Linked DNA regions of Gossypium hirsutum: region 2 is linked to region 1. Evidence: chromatin contacts called from public Hi-C data. All regions are on one chromosome and are shown on one strand. The core of a region is the stretch at or near the end of the contact, and the rest is flanking DNA. Distances in the headings are between cores, read along the strand shown.

Region 1 (3,605 bases), core at 357-2,856:
TGACCCATCTTAAAAATAATAACAAGCACACAGCAAAGCTCAGAAAAAAAAAGTAGGTAATAAATTAATTGAAGGACAATGCACTAGAGAGAGAGAGAGAGAAAGAGAGAGAGAGATGGGGGGGGAGGGGGAGGGAGATGAGACAGTACATATGAGAGAGAAAGTGAGGGAGAGCTTAGCATAGATATGGGAATATGTTGGGTGAGAAGAGGTGGCTCAACAATGGCATAACTTAGCATGCTGTTTTGTGGAACAAAATCAGCCACAACCACCCTTGCACCCGAACTACCACTGTCACTGCTGCTACTACTCTTGATCAAACCCCCAAAACTCATTAAATTAGGAAAAAAGAGACAGAAACCAATTATTTTTAATCTCACACTCCCTCTATTATTTCATGGCGTCTGTTTTTCTATGTTGATTGAAACGGTCACTATCACTTTCACAAGGTTGTGCTTCAGTTTTGTTTCGCTTTCTTATCCATTAATTTGACCTTACAAAACAATACCCAGATTGAGCTAAAGTCTAAAACCTTTTTGACAATTTCATCTCAACAAATACAGAATGACAAGGCTGTCTACCTTGTCAACGCCCATGCATGACACCTCTCTCTCTTGCTCTAAAAAACTAATATATCGTTCTCTCTCTCAAAAAAAGTCAGTTTAAGAGAGAGAAAACAGTGGAGGAACAGGACAAGAGAGACCACCTTTTAATCTTGTAATAATAATAATAAGAAACAACGAGTTCACACCTTCTCTTTTATGTCTTTACCTAAGTCCAGCGTCTCAGCCAGGGAAATCCCTGAAAAAACTCCATGGAAACACTGACAAATATGAAAACCCTAAATTTTCACAGCATCATGCTTGACCAATTGTTTGTCAGCATATTTGACAAAATTGAAAAGGACCCACAGAGAAAAGGAAAAAGCAAAACCAAAAACACAAAAAGGCAAAGCTTATCTCTTTCACATTCACACTATTCAAACACCATATGACGTAGCAATAACCAGAATCAAAGGCATGAAAAAACCCAGTTGACCTCTTTCTCTTTTTTTTCCCCTCTCTCTATCTTCCAGTGCAAGTAAAGAAAATAAACAGGCTGTAAGAAATAAATGCACAAAAACAAGAACCCAAACCCAGAAAAAGCTAGTACCTTTTTTATTTTTATTTTGACAGTGGGCAAAGGTCAGTGTTTTTGAACAGAGTGGAACAGATACAGGTTATCAGATCCTTCTCTCTCTCTCTATTTAACTGTTGGGATCTGTACAAAGAAGTAAAAAGGACAAAGTATATAATAAAATATATGAAAGCTTTTCTTTTTCTTTATTTTAGATTAAAAGAACCCCAAAAAAAATCACTACTAATTATAATGGTGGTTGGATCGTTGGAAGCTGTGAAGATACTGCAAGCTGACTTTACAAAGAAAAAGGGAGAGAAAATCAATAGTCAAACTCGTTAATCCTTTGTTTAATATCAAATGAAAAGGAAAAAAACTCTCGATCTTATAAACCCTAATGAAGACTGTAGCGATCTCTCATTCTCTCTGTCTTTTTTTCCCTTTAATTTTCAATTTTGATGGTATTTTCTTCCTCTTCTTTTTTCTCCCTTTGTCTTCCCCGTAAATATGATATTTAATTAATATAAAGAGGAAATCAAGAGCTTAATGCAGTGTGGGACCCACTACCTCCCAAAACCGGGTTTTGCCGTTTTGGGATATCCGCCTTTCACGCGCTACCCCCGCGCTTGTGTCTGTGCGCGACACTCGTAGTTTCTGGACGAGTTTAAATCCTGTGTGCTCGATACTCTCTACGCCCGCCTATACACTTTACGAATGGAACCTATCCCAAAATGACACGTAAAAGCTGAGATAAAATTCTGGGCATTCTGGGTACTGTTTAGGGTCAATACGGTACTTCTGCAAATATAGATGGGGACAGGGTCTAGATTCCTAAATCTAATTCGGCAGTGATAGTTGGCCTCTGTTGTAACCCTGATTTGGACGACAACTCATTTTTTATTTTTCTTTTTAAAATTTTAATTTTACAAATATATCTGACTTAAGATTTGGTTTTGATTTTAAGATTGTCTTAAGTTTTATTGTCACTTCAATTTCCCTAAGCTTAAGAAAATCAAAGCAATTATTGGAGGAAACGTTCACTAAACTCTTATTATATCATTTTCTAAGATAGATATGTTTGGTACATCTTTTCATTATAATATTTTTATCTTTTACAAGTAAATTTTACAGTTTATACTTAAAAGTTTATAATTATTTTTTAATAGTATCGTTTTAAAAATTCCAGCTAATATTATTTCCTTAAAAGTTTTATATTCTTCTTATTATAATGAGGGTTTAAATTTCGATTAAAACTAAATTAATTAATCAAATCAATTTAATTTAGTTAATCAATCGATTAATTTTAGTAAGAGTGTTTAAATTTTGATTAGAACTAAATTAATCAATCAAACCAATCTAATTTAGTTAATCAGTCGATTAATTGATCTAATTTGGACGAAGGTCGATTAATGATTTTTTTGAAAGTTCAGTTATCGGTTAATTCAATTCGAAATCGGGTAATTAATCGAATTAACCGAACTTAATAATTAATAATACAAATTACATGTAGTTTTAATTTGGATAATTCAGTTAAATGAATATTATAATTTATTTTTTGATATGTTTTATACTTGTTTTGACCAAAAAATATAAATTTCGATTAATTCGATTAATTGAAATATTTTGGTTCGGTTAATTTTTTTGAAAAAAATTCGGTTTAATTAACGATTAAAAGATTCAAAAATTCAGTTAATTCAGCTAATACTAGTTCAATTCGGTTAACCATTTAAATACCCCTACTTGTTGGTTTATTATATTTTTTAAGCTATTGAATTATTTAAATTATTTAATAAGTTAGGACTCATCATCATATGTATAAAACTTTTAATAAAAATAAAATAATTTCATAAAAATAACATTCTTTTGAATAATAAAAATCACATTTTTAAATACAATTAATGAATCACGATTATTTTTTAAACTTTAATTTCATTATAGGTTTTTATCATATCTGTTCTTTTTTATACAATGCATAAAACTACTTATAGCTCATCCTCAACCCTTAACTAGGAGAATAATTAATGCGCTTCAACAGACTCAAACCCACAACTTCCTGCACTAGCAACAATGTCAATACCAATTAAGATAAAACTCAAATAACTAAAACACAATTATTTTTTTATATTATATGTTTAAGTAAATGTTATTGAATAAAACATATACAAAGATACAACACGGATACACTAATTTACATAGTATTTTTTTAAACATAATGTATTATTTGGACCCCCAATTTTATATTTAAAAAATAGTCATTTTAGCATTGCATTTAATTTTTCGCCTTTAACTCTTAAACTTACATTATTTGTCAAATTACTATAAGATGAATGGAAAAGTTAAAGTCTGTTAACATGGCACACACGTGGATGCCACATTAGCAGTTGATTATTTTTTAAAATTTTAAAAATTCAAAAATAATTATTAAAATATTTTTTAAAATTAAAAATGATTGAAATTATTAAAAATTAAAATATAGAAAATTTTTATTA
Region 2 (3,189 bases), core at 42-2,541, 250 kb before region 1:
GGATTTTATTACTTTTAAAAAATATACTATTTTTAATTTTTTTATTTTACATTATTTTAGTACATTATTTGAAATGTATTAATTTAGTGTCTTTTTTAAATAAATTAAAAAACCCTTATTTCGGCCCTATGTTCGTATTTTTTCCCGAATTTTATTACTTTTAAAAAATACACTATTTTTTAATTTTTTTATTTTACATTATTTTAGTATATTATATTTGAACTGTATTAATTTAGTGTTTTTTTAAATAAATTTTAAAAAAACCCTTATTCCGGCCCTATGTTCGTATTTTTTTCCCGGATTTTATTACTTTTAAAAAATATACTATTTTTTTTAATTTAGAGTTCTACTATGATAGGGAAATCCCTATTATAGTGGTAATATAGTTTAGTTTTTAATTTTGTTGTTGTCTAATTTCACACTGGTTTCCATCTCGGAATCCGATCGACGCCGCCCCCTCAAGTTCTGCCAGAAAGCTCCACCCTGAGAAATGGGCAAAGAAAAGAAAAGATCACAATCCCAGCGCTCCTCTTCGCCCCCTAAACCCCCAAATTTCCCTTCATACCAAACCGCCCCTAACCTCTTTGGCGAAATAGTATATTTTTTAAAAGTAATAAAATTCGGTAAAAAAAATACAAACATTTTATTACTTTAAAAAAATATACTATTTTTTTATTTTTTTGTAATATTTTTACTAAAATATTACATTTCAGCCCTTTGTTCATATTTTTTCCCCGAATTTTATTACTTTAAAAAAATATACTATTTTCTAATTTTATTATTTTACATTATTTTAGTACATTATGTTTGAAATGTATTTATTTAGTGTGTTTTTTAAATAAATTTTAAAAAAACCCTTATTTTGGCCCTTTGTTCGTATTTTTTCTCCGGATTTTATTACTTTCAATAAAAAACACACTAAATGAATACATTTTAAGCATAATGTACTAAAATAATATAAAATAATAAATTAGAAAATAGTATATTTTTTAAAAGTAATAAAATCCGAAGAAAAAAATACGAACAAAGGGTTGAAATACGAACAAAGGGAGGTGCTGCCTGTGGCAGGCCCTCCATTCAGCCGTCTTTGTTTTTTTTTGTATTATTTTGATATTTTTTTAATTTTTTTTTGGTAATATAATGGTAAAAAAACCCCATCTTGAACCCCATTTTTTTTTTTCTTGAAGAAAAACCCATGTTCATGATTCGCCACCCCTAAAGAATTGTTGTGTTAAAAAGGAAATAAGAGAATTAAAAAGCTTGTAAAAAATATCTATTCCGCAAATAGACTTCTTTTCTTCTTATTGTAAACTGAAGAATTTTGGAATCTTTGAGCTTCAAATCAAACCCAAGCTCCATTCACTCTTCTTATCTATAAAACCTGTCATATTTTCTCCCGAACCCATTGCATCGAAATTCAAAGTAGCTTACAAAGCATACATTAACTTTCCTTTCGATCTAATTAGAAGTGTTGCAATATTCATTAGCTAAAAATATATATATCATGTCAAGAGTCCCCGACCCACTTATCATCGGGAGAGTTATAGGGGAGGTGGTGGATAATTTCTTCCCAAGTGTCAAAATAACAGTAACTTACAACTCCAACAAACAAGTTGCCAATGGCCATGAGCTCATGCCTGCCCTCATCACTGGTAGACCTCGGGTTGAGATTGGCGGCGACGACATGAGACCTTCTTACACTTTAGTAAGTATTATTTAAGCATTAAACATTAGTCAGCCATCTTGCAATATTTCTTACTAATTTCTCTTCTTCTTTTTTCCAGATCATGACAGATCCTGATGCTCCAAGCCCTAGTGATCTCTACTTGAGAGAACATTTGCACTGGTTTGTATTGCATTTATTAGTATCCATATAGATACAATATAAAATAAAAGTTGCTGGCATTCGAATTTAAGATATACTCTCTTTTCTTTTGTTCAAAATGTAAATTTCAGGATGGTTACCGATATTCCGGGTACTACTGATGCTTCCTTTGGTGAGTTCCCAAGACTGCAATTTGTGCTTTTATGACTCTTTTTTAACTCATAATTAATATTAGCAATAATCAATCAATAGGGAGGGAAGTTGTTAGCTACGAGACTCCAAAGCCAACAGTGGGCATCCATAGATACGTGTTCGTACTGTTCAAACAGAGAGGAAGAAAAACAGTGAGGCCACCATCTTCCAGGGATTGTTTCAACACACGGAGGTTCTCAGCCGACAACGGTTTGGGCCTCCCAGTGGCTGCAGTTTACTTCAATGCCCAGAGAGAAACTGCCGCAAGATCAAGAAGATGACTCTGCCACTTCCATAATAATACATACATACATAATTTACTACTGATTAAACAAGTAAATAAGATGGAAATATCTCTGGTGTCCTGGATTTAGGGTTTGACACGTATGTTTAATGTGATGGTATTAGTTTCACTTTGTACTCTCGTACTGTTGTGTGAGCTACAGTTTGGTAAGGTGACTGTTTTTATGTAAGAAGTATAGGTTTGGGTTCTGTCTGTGGACCCACATCCCCATTACTTTGGTGGGCACGTCGCAAACTACTCCATCTATCAAGAGAATAACAGAATTTTTAAGGTCTCTTTCTCTAATCAATGATACCCTATATATTATTATATAATCTATTGCATGGCAATTTATTTTTATTGGGGGCATAGGCTTTTGGACTTTTTGCTCATGACATTTATTTCACGATTTATTAGGACGAAATGACTTCCAAATTGGTTTTTTTATTACTACAAAAATTTATTTCCTGCACCAATAAATTTTATTTCTTAAAATAGGTTTTTGTTAATCTTTCCTGTAATTTATTTTACAACTGGGGATGTAATTTGACTATTTTGTTAAAATGTTTAGATTTAACTTTGTTTTTCAAAATTATTTTAAAAGAATTATTATTTGCCGGAATAATATAAGAACCAAATTAATTATTGAAATATAATGTTTTGAGCAATGGGGGAACATGAGGGGATGGAACTAACACCAAAACGCCAAAACTAATGGAGATTTGGACTAACATCGTCTATCAAATTGTCATAAATATATTTGGTTGGGTTTTTTTCTTTTCAATTTCTCATTAGAAAATGAAAAGGGTATAGTGGCAATTTAAGGCCCTGAGGTAACAAAGAATATCTCCACTTCTAGCCAAAGCCGAATGTTCATGAGGGAAAAAGC

The links. A called contact is a pair of places that touch in the nucleus more often than the background predicts.
Region 2: a Hi-C map of petal shows a contact between it and region 1, with 2.5 times the contacts expected there. The contact joins the promoter of LOC107919103 here to the promoter of LOC107952707 in region 1. A contact is called at or near these places in 2 of 34 Hi-C or Micro-C datasets (leaf and petal).

What each region holds. Positions count from the first base shown.
Region 1 is chrD08:35,414,619-35,418,223 of Gossypium_hirsutum_v2.1, reverse strand. It overlaps LOC107952707 (homeobox-leucine zipper protein ANTHOCYANINLESS 2), which reads right to left and starts at 1,606. Exons shown (of 9, transcript XM_016887869.2): 1 at 1,153-1,606.
Region 2 is chrD08:35,660,422-35,663,610 of Gossypium_hirsutum_v2.1, reverse strand. It overlaps LOC107919103 (CEN-like protein 1), which reads left to right and starts at 1,291. Exons shown (of 4, transcript XM_016848633.2): 1 at 1,291-1,705; 2 at 1,785-1,846; 3 at 1,957-1,997; 4 at 2,078-2,595. The coding sequence starts at 1,505. The coding sequence ends at 2,298.